4 separate regions of the Danio rerio genome follow, and regions 2, 3 and 4 are each linked to region 1. A link is a contact called in public Micro-C data. All regions are on one chromosome and are shown on one strand. The core of a region is the stretch at or near the end of the contact, and the rest is flanking DNA. Distances in the headings are between cores, read along the strand shown.

Evidence for each region. A called contact is a pair of places that touch in the nucleus more often than the background predicts.
Region 2: a contact with region 1 is called in a Micro-C map of caudal fin, with 15 times the contacts expected there. The contact joins the promoter of arnt here to the promoter of bckdhb in region 1. A contact is called at or near these places in 3 of 18 Hi-C or Micro-C datasets (caudal fin, hematopoietic stem cells and an unstated tissue) and 1 of 4 datasets of contacts at active chromatin or transcription factors (embryo).
Region 3: a contact with region 1 is called in a Micro-C map of caudal fin, with 10 times the contacts expected there. The contact joins the promoter of ube3d here to the promoter of bckdhb in region 1. A contact is called at or near these places in 3 of 18 Hi-C or Micro-C datasets (caudal fin, hematopoietic stem cells and an unstated tissue) and 1 of 4 datasets of contacts at active chromatin or transcription factors (caudal fin).
Region 4: a Micro-C map of caudal fin shows a contact between it and region 1, with 2.6 times the contacts expected there. The contact joins the promoter of ibtk here to the promoter of bckdhb in region 1. A contact is called at or near these places in 1 of 18 Hi-C or Micro-C datasets (caudal fin) and 1 of 4 datasets of contacts at active chromatin or transcription factors (embryo).

Annotation. Positions count from the first base shown.
Region 1 is chr16:5,319,989-5,323,666 of GRCz12tu, reverse strand. It overlaps bckdhb (branched chain keto acid dehydrogenase E1 subunit beta), which reads left to right and starts at 1,601. Exons shown (of 11, transcript NM_001080653.1): 1 at 1,601-1,808. The coding sequence starts at 1,616.
Region 2 is chr16:4,819,245-4,822,922 of GRCz12tu, reverse strand. arnt (aryl hydrocarbon receptor nuclear translocator) reads left to right here and starts at 1,682. Exons shown (of 20, transcript NM_001430813.1): 1 at 1,682-1,938. The coding sequence starts at 1,920.
Region 3 is chr16:4,972,352-4,976,029 of GRCz12tu, reverse strand. It overlaps ube3d (ubiquitin protein ligase E3D), which reads right to left and starts at 1,594. Exons shown (of 10, transcript NM_001326410.1): 1 at 1,365-1,594. The coding sequence starts at 1,441. It overlaps rpa2 (replication protein A2), which reads left to right and starts at 1,898. Exons shown (of 9, transcript NM_131711.2): 1 at 1,898-2,044; 2 at 2,268-2,359. The coding sequence starts at 2,032.
Region 4 is chr16:5,046,252-5,049,929 of GRCz12tu, reverse strand. It overlaps ibtk (inhibitor of Bruton agammaglobulinemia tyrosine kinase), which reads right to left and starts at 2,080. Exons shown (of 29, transcript XM_005157859.6): 1 at 1,925-2,080.

The DNA of each region.
Region 1 (3,678 bases), core at 352-2,851:
AAGCTTTACACATGCCTTTAGTTGTACATCAGTATACCAAATACAGAATTTAAGTTGAAGTAAGTTAAGTAGTTTTATTTTATTATAACACTCTTAAATTACATAAATTTAAACGAGATTTCACTGCATCTATATATATATATATATATATATATATATATATATATATATATATATATATATATATATATATATATATATATATATATATATGTGTATACGCCAATATATCCTATTGGTTTACTGGAGTTGTAAGAGGTATAGTTTGTAACGCCTGATAAATATATATATATATATATATATATATATATATATATATATATATATATATATATATATATATATATATATATATATATATATCAGGAGTTACAAACTATACCTCTTACAACTCTAGTAAACCAATAGGATCCCAGGCAGACCCAATTGTCAGGGGTTTCTTATGACACTGTCTTTCGGATGAGATGTTAAACCGAGGTCCTGACTCTCTGGGGTCATTAAAAATCCCATGGCACTTCTCGTAAAGAGCAGGGGTGTAATCTCTGTGTTCTGGCCAAATTCCCCCCATCACCCCTTACCCATCATCCCCATCCAACAAATTGCCTCTATCACTGTCTCTCCACTACCCCTGTGGCAGGTGTGTGGTGAGCACTCTCGCGCTGTTGTCCTGTGGCAGCGGTCTCATCGTCCAAGTGGATGCTGCTCACTGGTGGTGGTGTGGCGAGACCCCCCCCAAGATTGTGAAGCGCTTTGAGTGTATACACAATAAATACGATATATAAATACACATTACATTACAACCATTAAATTCGGCAACAACATTATTCAAATTATCTTGTTTTTGTATCCGCTTGTGAGTAAATGATAGAAGAATCCTCATTTATGGGTCCCGGTTTGGTTTATGGAAACAATATTTCACATTACGTGTTTTAGAGCATTGGATTTAAGAAATGACAAATAAATCAAGAACATTGAAGGGGTAGTTTAGCCAAATTTGTATTTATGTCATCATTTACTCAGCCTGTGCATATTTTAAACCTTAACGTGTTTCCTCTGTTGAACACAAATGAAGATGTTTCGAAAAATGCTGGAAACCAGCAACCAATAATCCCACTGTATTTCTATACGGAATTCAATGTTTAAAGGTTTTCAGCATTCTTCTAAATATCTTCACCAGTAAAAAGAAACGCATCAAGATGTCTTCCTGGGGTGTTCAAACTCAGTCCTGGAGGGCCCAATATGTCCTCTAAAGTTTGGTTCCAACCCCAATTGGACACACCTGAACCAGCTATTCAAGCTCTTTCAAGGTATACTAAAAACTTCCATGCAGATGTCTTAAAGGAAGTCAGAACTAAACTATGCAGGACCGAGTTTGGACACCCCTACGTTTAAACTATCTCTTAAAGTATAATTGTTGGGTGAACTGGCCCTTTAATATATCGTGTCTGTGTCTCAAATCCTACCTAGACAGACTGCATTTTTGACTTTGAAACACGCACCACGTTTGACGTACGGTGTCAGTCAAATCTCCTCCCACGTTTTCAGCCAATCAGATGCGCGCTTGTCCATGTGAATGGTGACGTCAGCGCGCTTTTCCTGCACGGTTTCCAGCGCAATGGCGGCGACGCGGCTCTTCTTAAGAAGTTCGTGTGTGAAGTCTCGTTTAACGGGGTTCACTGGCGGAGTGCACGGTAGTTTGAGCTTAACACTGCTCAAACGGTCGCCGGACTGCACAGCCCAGCCGCGGGCGCAGAGGAGACATGCAGCGCACTTCACATACCAGCCCGACCCGGTGCCCACTCAGTACGGTAAATGCCCTTGTTTACACTTTACAGTGAGTCTCAGTGTGCTAATGACATCAGTTAATGACATTCATCTCTCATTATGACTGAATTATGATTGATATTTCAGACCTGCTAGAGTTAATAGTTAACCCTAAAGTGTTGTTTTTTTACAGTAACGTTAATGTTAAACTTAAAGAGATAGTTCATCCACAGTTGTAAAATTCTGTCATAATTTTCTCTTGTCGCAAACCTGTTTGAGTTTTACTTCTGTTGAGCACAAAGGAAGATATTTAGCGAAATGGTGAAAATCTGTAACCATTTACCTCCAAGGTTTTTGTATTTTCTACATTGGGGGAAAGTTGGTTTTCATCCATTAGGACTTTCTCCTTGATCATTATAATTTCATATAACGTTAAGTATTATTTGCTAATTCTGAATTGGGAAGTTATATTAGTAGCCATTGATCATGGTAGTATTAAAAGTACCATGGTAAACAATAAGGAGAGTGTGTCACTGAATGAATGTGTGAATGTAAAACCAACTTTACCTCAATATTTACTTGTTGCAAACCTGTTTGAGTTTCTTTCTTCTGTTAAACACAAAAGAAGATGTTTTGAGAAATGCTGAAAACCTGTAACCACTGACCTTCAGGGTATTTATATTTTTTAAGAGTAACTTTTTTGTTCAACAGAAAAAAAACTCTAAAACAAGTAAACAGAAAGTTCACTAATGACTGTTTTTCTCTCTAGAACATTGTCTGTTTAAAACATCTAAGTCTCTTATTATTGCTGAATTATTGATGATATTTCAGACTGGCTTGAGTTAATAGTTAACACTGAGGTGTTTTTTTTTTTTGCATTAATTTTAAACTTAAAGACATAGTTGTCATAATTTAGTCTTCGCTTGTCGCTATCCTGTTTGAGTTTTTTCTTCTGTTGAGCACAAACAAAATTTATTTGAGAAATGCTGAAAACCTGTAACCATTCACCTCAAAGGGTTTTGTATTTTCTACACTGGGGTAAAGTTGTTTTATATTCACCCATTAGGACTTGATAATGTAATTTCAGAAAAGTATTATATGCAAATTCTTAATACGGAAATCATATTAGCCGCCAATGACCATGGTAGTACCAAAAGTACCATGGTAAACCATACAGAGAGAGTGTGTCACTGAAAGAAATGTGTGAATGTAAAACCAACTTTACCTCAATATTCACTAGTCTTAAACCTGTTTGAGTTTCTTTCTTCTGTTAAACACAAAAGAAGATATTTTGAGAAATGCTGAAAATCTGTAACCACTGATCTCAAAGGTTTTTGTAATATATGCATTGGGGTGTAGTTGGATTTATATTTGCCCATTTCTCCTTGATAAATATAATTTCAGAAAAGTAGTACGTGCAAATTCTAAATGGGGAAATCATATTAGTAGCCAATGATCATGGTAGTACCAGAAGTACCATGGTAAACGATATAGAGTGTGTCACTGAAAGGAATGTCTGAATATTAAACTAACTTTACCTCAATATTTACTTGTCGCAAACCTGTTTCTTTCTTCTGTTACACACAAAAGAAGATGTTTTGAGAAATGCTGAAAACCTGTAACTGTTCTACTCCAGATAATTTGTGTTTTCTTCTATGAAAGTCAATGGTTACAGGTTTCTAACATTTTTTCAGAGTAACTACTTTTTTGTTCAACAGAAGAGAGAAACTGAAAAAGGTTTGGATTGAGGTAAAGTTGGTTTTATATTCCTAAATCCATCCAGTGACACACTTACAATATTGTTTACCATAGTACTTTGAATATTAGGTCTGACATCGCTTGCAAGTATGGATTTGACAGTCATTGGCTGCTAATATTCATTTATTTATTCATTCATTTTCTTGTCGGCTTAGT
Region 2 (3,678 bases), core at 433-2,932, 500 kb after region 1:
TACTTTTTATTATTATTATTACTTATTATTAATTCATTTTCTTATCGGCTTAGTCCCTTTATTCATCAGAAGTCACAGCACTACTCACTTTGCCACAGCGCCGCCTCAATATTTTATTATTTATTATTATTTTATTTATTTTATATGTAACCCACCGTTCCTACTGAACCCAGCCCGGTCTGAGCTGGGATTGACCCAGTGATTCTTTGTATGGGAGTCGGTTGCTCTAACAAGTGGGCTAAAGACCATGGCCTCTAGCATCTGTCGCTGGAGCACCTTTAGAGGTCAGAGGAGGTTTACCTGCATAGCACTTCGCGAGCTGGCCTCTGTTACACTCACCCTCCTAAACCTCACTTCCATCCCGGACGAGCCCCCACATGTAACCCACCCATTCTCTGAGCGATCAGTTATTTATATATATATATATATATATATATATATATATAATTTTATTCTTTCCTTTCTTTCTCCCGTTCAATTTATGTTTGTGTTTTGTTGTTTGTTGCTGAAGGGTGTAATGTTAATTTAGTTTTGTTGTTATTTTGTTGGGATCGTGTACATTGTAGGAACCTTTTGAAAATGAATTATAATGAATTATATAAAAAATAAATTTGATATATACGCATATGGTTGCTTAAATATTTACTTATTAAGCATATTTTTGTGTATTTACGTTTATTACTTCCACTATTCTGCTTAAATTCAGTTTTAAGTATGGAAGTTTAGAAGCAATGTTTTCAAATAAATAAATAAATAATAATATAAGTAGGCTACCAGTAACACAAATAAAAACAAAAATAATTTTAATTGTAAAAATAAAAATAAAATTGAGGAAGTGATCAATCAGTTTTAAAATAAATGTAATATTTGCATATGGTTGCTTACATATGTCCTATTAAAGATATTTTAATGTGTTTTACACCTATTAAATTCAGTTTTAAGTAGTTTACTAGCAATGTTCACAAAACAAATACAAATTAATAATAAATTATAAATAAATAATAATGATAATAATAAAAGTATCAGTAACACAAATAAAAATAAAAACAAAACAGCATTAATTTAATTGTAATAAAATTGAGGAAGTGTTTTTTTTTGCCCACAAACTATAAGACCGCAACAACTGAAATTTTAAACATTAGAAAAAAACACAGAAAAAATTAAACTAAATAAAAAAATTATAATAATAAGAGAAAATTATATAAGGTCACATATACCGTACACACAAAATCATGTTACCTGCTACATATTTAACTACTTATTCAAAATAAGCCAAAACAACACAATTCTTGATTTTTTTTTGGGGGGGGGAGTTAAATGTTTTAGGTTCAACCCACTTAAAATCGTAAAATCTAATAAATTAACTTAATTCCTTCATGTTGTTCAACCCCAAATAGATTGTGTGGATTAAGCCATATTGACCAGACCAAAATATAAAATATAGATTGATAAAATATAGTCATTATAGTCAATTAGGAAAAATCTTTTCCAGAAAAATACACTTATGAAAAAAAAAAAGTATATTATATTAAAAGTGTTTTGTTTTTGCGACACCCTTCGCGCGCTCTGAGTGGCGCTGCTGGCTCCTGTAGAGCCTCTAGTTTCCTCCTCTGACGTACATTTACTGCTTACTGGAAGATTACACGCGCCATCTTGGATCAGGGCAGGTTTTTAATCTGGAAAAAAGTCAAAAGAGCACCAAGAAAGAAACAACTATCAAACGTCTCGAGGATACCGCACAAGCTGAACGAGAAAATGACAGCATGTTTAAGGTCATGACATCGGTTTAAAAGCACTTTCAAAGAGACTATCGGAGTGAAGAGAAGCTAACATCAGAGCGGGAGCGGAGGTTTTCCCTCAGCTGCTGGGAAACTAGTTTCGTATATGTTTGTTAATCTAAACACCTTTGCCTGTCGGACATGACATCAGCTAATCCGGGTAACGTATGATATTACATATTATGCAGTTGAATGTCTGGGTCGTGGTGTTTTTTGGTCGAGTTTTTCGGTGTAGGCTAGCTCGAGCAGCTGTTCTGATGGAGCTGATAATAAAAACACCGAACATTAGCGCTTTGCTAGCAGACGTCAGGGTTTGTGTTTTGTTTCTTCGGTCAGTAAGGAGCGATGACAGTCTGATGTTTAGCTGTCATTTACACACACTGTCACACACAAAGACTCAAAACAACAGTCAGATCTATCAGATTTAACCATTTAACGTTAGCTGTGCTTATCAAGAACTGTACTTCAGTATACAGTACACACTCGTTGCTCTATTTTCTGCGTCTTTCTCATGTATGTCAGGAGTAAACATGTTTTATTTTTTGGTGCTGTGTATTGTGTTTGTTTTTGATATAAATAAGCAGGTTTATATGCGCAATAAACTTGTTTAAACTTTGTTTTAAACAACGACAGAGGCTTCCCATATGCTAATGCTACATGTTCAAAACAAGCTGTCATCAAGGGTTATGTTTGGACTTACTTTGCCATGTTTTTCTGTGACACACAGCAGAATTAATGATAATATTTACTCTGATATGTGAATAAGCTTGATCATTATTAACTCAAACTGAGCTGAAACTATTCAGTAAACCTCAGCAGCTGGTCAGAGCTCATTCACCTTTGGAAAATGTTGAATGTCAAGCTAACTTGGATATTATTATGTGAGCGGTTGTTTTTATTTTTTTACAACCCTGCTACCTAGATTTGTTCTAGAATATTCATTTATTAATGTACAGGTAGTGTCAGGTGTAATTAGTTACAAAATAACCGCTTACTGTAATTGAATCACTTATTAAGCTAGAAAAGTAATGCTAATTTTAGGGCATATATTATTTACAGTAGCTTGTTATGCTTTAAATAAGTGAGGTTTATTTATTAACTAATTTCTGGAGGATCACGTGCTTATGATGGCTTGCTGCTAGTCTTGCATTATTTAATTTATGATTTGATAATACATATCAACTTTTCTTCAGTGTTTGATTTTTAAGTAAAGCTAAACCTCCTTGTTTGGTTTCGATTTAAAGAATAAATGTGTAGTTTCTGTTGTCTAAGCAGTGAGATTTATAAGTGTTTTAGTATTAAAGCATTAAATTTCTTATTAACTATTGAAATTACTTAGTACAATTTTTAAAGATATAACGTAAGGCATTAAGCTGGTTTTGTTCTCATAATAGTCTCTTTTTAAAGCAGCTTAAAAAGGTATATATTTTTCACATTCTGGATAAATGTAAAACAATTTTTCATTATCGTTATGTTTTAACAATGTTATTACTGCTCTTTAAAATTTTGGTGTGCATCTTAGGACAACACTAAGACACTGATTGTGTATGTTAAGATTAGTTACAGTGCAAGAAATGCTTTTTAAACTTAGATTTATTTTGTCTTGTTTCTAACCCAAATATCTAAAACTTTTCTAGACAAGCAAACTGTCTTGTTTTAGGAACTAATATGTCAACTTTAGTGGGTTTTTCCATAAACAAGCAAAATAATCTGCCAGTCGGGTGAGCTATGTAATCTTGTGTCAAAAGGAAAAACAAGATTATTTTGCTTACCCCATTCTTAGATTATTGTGCTTGCAATTAGTGATCATCAGTTCTTGAAAGTTTTATGTTTCATTTATATTTATTTTATTTTTCTACATTCATAATTAACATTTTCCTTGAAGTTTTGAATCAATTGA
Region 3 (3,678 bases), core at 345-2,844, 350 kb after region 1:
TCAAATAACTTTTATTAAACTATTAGAATTACCATATTTTATCATGGAGGATGATCTGTGATTGGTGGTCTCCAAACCTAAACTAAGAATAGACTAAACATAGAATAAACATTGTGCCCACCAGCCTCATTGGGTAAGGTTAATATTAAATAAAACAAATTAAAAAATGACTATAAATATTTTAAGCAAATTACAGTTCCATATCTCCAATCTAAATGATGAGTTATTTCACAGCTACAAGACACAAATCACATCAGAGCACTCTAAAAAAACAATACTTTACATTAGACAGCTGAGTAAATCCATTTTTACAGTCAAGACGTTGCATGAAATGTGTAAGAAACTAAAAAAATCTTTTAGAGAACCATTTTTTCAAATTTCGTGAGGCTTAAAAACTAAAAATGAAGTTGTAGTCAGTCACTTAGAAAAAAATATATTTTTGTAAAGAAAATAAATTAAACGCTGAGGCATTTGTCTCCTCAAGTTATAATTAGATTGTCTAACTCAGTGGTTCCCAAAGTTTATATTCGCACATTTGTTCATTTAGCAGTCTCTATATTGTTTACCATGTTACTTTGAATATTCGATCGGAATTAGCATGCAAGTTTGACTTCTAAACAATATTAACACTGTCTAATTCACTGTGAACAATGTTGTACTTTCATAATCATTTGCTGCTAAAGTGCTAATATGATTTCCCTATTTAGAATTTGCAAAGAATACTTTTCTGAAATTATATTATTAAGGAGAATGTCTGAATATCTCAATTTAAACCAGCTTTACCTCTATGGAATTATGTGGAACCCTGCATATTGTACAGTGCATGAAGAGACTTAGGATGAAATGTGTTAGAAATCAATTTCTTCGATTTTAAGAGGTCTAAAGTTAACAGCAACGTTAGTCATAAAGTTATTTTTCATAAAGAAAATATCATGGCGTTAAATAAGCTGTCCAACTATCTGGTCAATACTGCCATCTAGTGTTTCATTGTGGCATTTCTAACTGTTTTATCTTATAGAGCTAGTGTAAAAAATAAAACAGTATGCAATAGTATAATATATATAATTCAGTATACTATATAAATAATTTTAAAACCTAGCTATAAACATTTAAACGACTATATTTTAGTACTCTCTAACTTAGTGTTCCCAAAGTCTGCCTCCTGAAATTGTATAACCTTTTATTCCAGTAAATAAACTCAAAATAAGCTGTAACGTTACCCTAGTACGTTAAAAGAAATCCCGTTGAATCCCTGGGTGCTAAGTGTAACTGTACATGACATAATTCACTCACATACACTGATGAAACACTGCATTGACAGTCAGTGACTATGAGAGAGCCAAAGTAGAAGAGAAAAACTTTACCGAATGAACAAAAGGCCGCTTTGCAGCTTCTGTCTGAGCTCAATAAAGAGGACATCTGTGTTCGCAGTCTCTTCCATTGGTATTTCTTTACAGAAGCTATGGATTCATCGATTCTACTCATAAATCCCACGCGACACACAAAACAACGTGACGACAAACTGTCTGCGACACCGTCATTTCATATTAAGAGTCTTCAGAATTCAGTTTGCATCTGTTCAGTGTTAACGTTACTTTTAAAAACATTTTAAAAAACGCTGTTTTCAAACATATTTGGACAGTTATTATAATTATTTTATTTTAATATATAAACAATATATGACTGGGCTTAGCCCGCTTACATGCTTTAACTATTCCAAAACATATGAGAACGAGCGTAAACGTTTTAATGTAAATTTCAGTGAAGAAAGATTACAGATTTTTTGTTGTTTTTATTTATTTTTTTATGCTTTATTTTTATTTAAAAACAATTTTAACAACATACAAGCTTCTGTGGACTTTTACAGTATACGTGTGGGACTTTCGCGGCAGATGACACACGCGCACGCGTACTGTGAGCGCGCGGACTTCGAGACGTGACGTCAAACTGTGCGCGATCAGTCGTGGCGGGAGATTTTCGAGTGTCTTGTCGGTCTGCTTCGCATTCAGAAGAAAAACATTCACGAGTGAAATGTGGAACCAAGGTACGTGCTTTAGAAATCACTTTATTTTGGCTTTAGAGCTGAGTTTACTCTGCTAGTCCGCTAATGAGAGTCAGAAAGCTCTGTTATACAGTGTCAGTGTGATGTCGGTTAGCGGTGTGTTGTCAAGGTCTGTTTTTAACGCACTCTTACGTTACTGCCAGTCGGACGGGGTTTTTAACCAATAAGTCGTTTTGATTGAAATATGGTATTCATATTTTTGCAGGTAAATACGGAGAGGCCAGTATGGCTGGGTACACACAGTCTCCTGGAGGATTCGGGTCACCAGCCGCTTCTCAAGGAGGAGACAAAAAGGGGGTCAGTATATAAATAACTTTAAACACCTATATATATATATATATATATATATATATATATATATATATATATATTGAGGTAAAGTTGGTTTTATATTCGCACATTCGTTCAGTGACAACTTGTGACATGCTCCTCATATTGTTTACCATGGTACTTTAAATATTTGGTCTGAAATCACTTGTAAACATGACTTCAAAACAACATTAACACCATTTATTTGACTGTAAACAATGCTGTACTTTGATAGTCACTAGCTGATAATATGATTTTAGCATTTAAAATTTGCATAAATACTTTGTGACGTTTTATCTTTAAGGAGAATGTGCGAATATTAAACCCACCTTACCTCAATTGTGTGGGGTTCATATTAAATTCCTCCAATACCATATTTAATTCTGTTTAAATATTTAATTGCAGTTAATACGACTTGAGTATATTTTGTTTAAACTACATATATTTGTAAATATTACCCATAGTTTTCTATAATAGCACTTTTAACTTATCCCTATATCGTGCACTTTCTAAACTGCATTTTGAAATGACAAAAAAAGTAAAAAATACAAGTTAAATGTTCACTTCAATGTTTCAGACTATTTTTGTGACAACGAAATGTTAAAAAATGTGTGAAAAAATTGTTTGGTATTAAGCTCAACAAGTTTTTGTGTAATTAAACAAAAGCAAATACCTGTTATGTACTTCCTGATTATATAGTTAAAAGAGTAATTTAATAAACTAAATTTGGTTATAATTTAACTTTTTGTTAACAAATGGGTAAAGTGAAATGTTTTGCAGAACAGTTAATAAATATTAAGATTTCAAATGACAGGTATAAAATTTAGAGTTTGAGACTAAACTAAATTTAGTGGCCATCTTATGTAACTTGAAGTAAATTGAAATAAAATATTTATTAGTTGTTATTTTTGTTTATTATTATATTTCTTTGCTTAAAATAAAAGCGACACATCGTAAAAAAAGTTAAAACAGACAATAGATTTGCTCAAACTATTTTTTATTATCATTTAATGCACTTTTTAATACAATACAAGCCTAAACGTTGAGTTTAAGCTATTAAGCTAAACATTTAAGCTATTTTCTGTTATTTAAAAAATAAATAAAATATAAAAGATTTAGAAATTCTTTTATGAAGTATTTAATTTTCATTGCCAAAATTGTCTTTGTCTTTCATCTCAATGTTTAGGTCTGTTTTTGCTTGTGTAAATACTGAATAATATTTAATAAGGTATATAAATCATATCTTTTATAGAAGGTTTTTTCAGTATATTTCAATAATTTTCAAGTCGCTGTTTAAATTTAGGCAA
Region 4 (3,678 bases), core at 831-3,330, 270 kb after region 1:
CAGCCATCATAGCCAAATGTAAAAGAGCAGAGGTAGTTTGACATTGACAATGGTTTTATATTCACACATTTATTAATTTTAACATTCCCTATATTGTTTACCACGCTAATTTGAATATTGGGTCTGAAATCGCACTTAATTATGACTTCAAAACAACATTAGAACTATTTAATTGACAGTAAACAGTGTCAAACTTAGACAGTCATGTCTGCTAATATGATCTCACTATTTAGAATTTGCAAGTAATGCTTTTCTGAAATTACATTATCAAGGAGAAAGTTCTAATGTGCAAATATAAAGCCAACTTAACCTCAATTTTAAACACATAATGGCAAGAATAATACAATTTCGTAGTGAGGTGTAATGCAAATAACGTTACATAAACGTTTCATAAAAAAAAAAACTATGGTAACACTTTAGTTTAGGTCACAATTCCCAGTATTAACAAACCATTAACTAACACAACTAGCTTAATAAACCACTAATTAACTTTTTATTATTAGATAGTACGGTAGCAGTTGTGTTTAGGTTTTGGACAGGATTAAGGATGCATATGGAGGTAAAGTGGGTTTTATAGTCGCACTTTCGTTCATTTAGCAGTCTCTCTATTTTTTACCATGGTACTTTGAATATTCGATCGGAATTAACATGCAAGTTTGACTTCCAAACTAATTGACGGTGAACAATGTTGTACTTTCATAGTCATTTGCTGCTAATATAATTTCCCTATTTAGAATTTGCCAGTAATACTTTTCTGAAATTACATTATCAAGGAGAAAGTTCTAATGTGCGAATATAAAGCCAACTTTACCTCAATTTAAAAACATAATGGCAAGAATAATACAATTTCGTAGTGAGGTGTAATGCAAATAACGTTACATAAACATTTCATAAAAAAACTATGGTAACACTTTAGTTTAGGTCACGATTCCCAGTATTAAGAAACCATTAACTAACACAACTAGCTTAATAAACCACTAATAACCTGTTTATTAATAGATAGTAGTAAGGTAGAAGTTGTGTTTAGCTTTTGGACAGGATTAAGGATGCAGAATAAGAAAGAGGTAAAGTTGCTTTTTTATTCGCACTTTCGTTCTTTTAGCAGTTTCTCTATTGTTTACCATAGTACTTTGAATATTCGATCTGAATTAGCATGCAAGTATGACTTCCAAACAACATTAACACTATTTAATTGACTGAACAATGTTGTACTTTCATAGTCATTTGCTGCTAATATGATTTCCCTATTTAGAATTTGCAGAGAATACTTCTCTGAAATTATATTATTTAGGAGAATATCTGAATATCCCAATATAAAACCATCTTTACCTTTATCCTTATAACTACTAAAGACAGTTTATGTCTTAATAATAGGCAGGTAATAAGCCAGTAGTTAATAGCATGAGTTGTGACCTAAACTAAAGTGTTACCAAAACTATCAATGGACATGGTATTAAAAAGCACACATAGCTAACAGCTAAAAACACAGTGATCATTGTCAAGTGTGAGAGAGCTGATGTAGTTTGACACCTAACAAATACCTCCTCCATCAGCTAAATATGGCTTCAGCCTCGGTTTTACAGCATTCGGTTCAGGATATTAATGAGCATTAATTATACGATCGTGAATGCACACTTTAATATTTTATTTATATGTATGATTTAACCGTTAAACATTTGGAAAATGCTAATTTCTGACTCACTCGACGTCAGCCTGGGACAACAATAAATACAAACCAAAACAAACACTGTGATGTACACCGGGAAATCACATAATCCACTAAAACACGAGCTGATCGAGTATTTCACACAATAAATGATTGAATCGGTCATGAAGTGTGCGATATGAGTTACTGACACATCATCATTGTATGAACCATATTGGACTGAACTATGCTAAAATACTGCTGCTATCGCTCACTCACCTGATGCTAGATGAAAGAAAGGGCCTTGTTTGTGTTTCCATCTTTACGGCAAATCCAGTAAAACATCTTTAAACGGAATATTGGTGTTTTACAATAACGCTAAATATGTTGCCGCAGAGTTAGACGGTTAAGTAAGAGCTATTTGAGGCATGCAAGAGTAAAACGAATTCTGATTGGCCCGTAAAACATTTATCCTGACATTTTATTGGACAGCTCCACTGCAGACTGTATTGTCATTTTGCGTTGGACGGTACAGCAAGGAAAATACTTTAAAACCATATCCTGAGCTTGCGACACAAACATACGGATTATTTTAATGGAGGACCTCTCATTATTTGTGATATACGTTAAATGGTTTATTTGACAGACTCCGCTTTGTGCTACTTTCAATGACATGAAGAGTTGGCAAGGGAGTCCCGTCTCTTGCGTCAGAAGCATGAGGGCGGGGCTTAGGGGACATACCTTTAACATAAGTAGCATGACAGTACAAATATTGCTCATTATATATGCAACATTTTTATTCATAAATGTAAATTGGCAGTGAAAAAAACAAATTTTACTCACTTTAAAACAGAAATAGGTCACTACCTATGCACGGTAAAAGAAACAAAAAATACCAAAGAAAAAAAGAACTTAATCATTTTAAAGCCTTAAATTTTGTCTTTGAATAATTGTATTTTTTTCTTTTTTTTTTTATATTGTATTTGTTTTGATGTCAGTATATTTGTTGTTATATTTGTTGTATGTTCTGTGTTCTAAAATTGCAATTAAAAATAAAAATGACAGTACAAACATCCAGACATAGCTTACATGCATGCATAAGAATTACAAAAAAACACACACATTTTTATGATAAGAAGGATAAATCAAAGATCTTTCCATTGTTTTAATCCAGAGGTGTTCATACTGGGGTCCATCCGAGGAACCCCAGTTGGCCAAGTTCTGCTAGGCGCCAGTAGAAATGTTTGGAGAAAAAATATTAAAACCACATAAAATAAAAATATTTAATAAATGAGCAGCATTAATAAATTAAGCAAAATAATAATTAAAAAACACTTGAATTATTAGAATAAAAGAATCCAATGATTATATATCATAATAATACGAATTATGGAATCAGATTATATAAGTCGGTTATCCAAACTATTAGTTCAACAAAACTATGTTAAAATTAATCATAATTTTTTTATTTCACTTTTATTATTTATTGTTATTATTATTTTATATATATATATATATATATATATATATATATATATATATATATATATATATATATATATATATATATATATATATATTCATTTTCTTTTCGGCTTAGTCTCTTTATTAATCTGGGGTCACCACAGCGGAATAAACCGCCAACTTATCCAGCATATGTTTTACACAGCGGATGTCCTCCCAGCTGCAACCCATCACTGGGAAACACCCACACACTCTCATTCACACACAAACAGTACTGACAATTTTTAGCTTACCCAATTCACCCATAATGCATGTCTTTGGACTTGTGGGGAAAACCAGAGCACCTGGAGAAAACCCATACCAACATGGGGAGAACATGCAAACTCCACACAGAAACAGCAACTGAACCAGCCGGGGCTCGAACCAGCGACTTTCTTGCTGTGAGGCGACCCACTGCGCCACCATGCTGCCTATATATTCAGTTTTCAGTTTAACTGTGAGAAGATTTCTTCAAAACATTTTTAAACATAATAGTTTTAATAACTCATTTCTAATAATTTATTTTATCT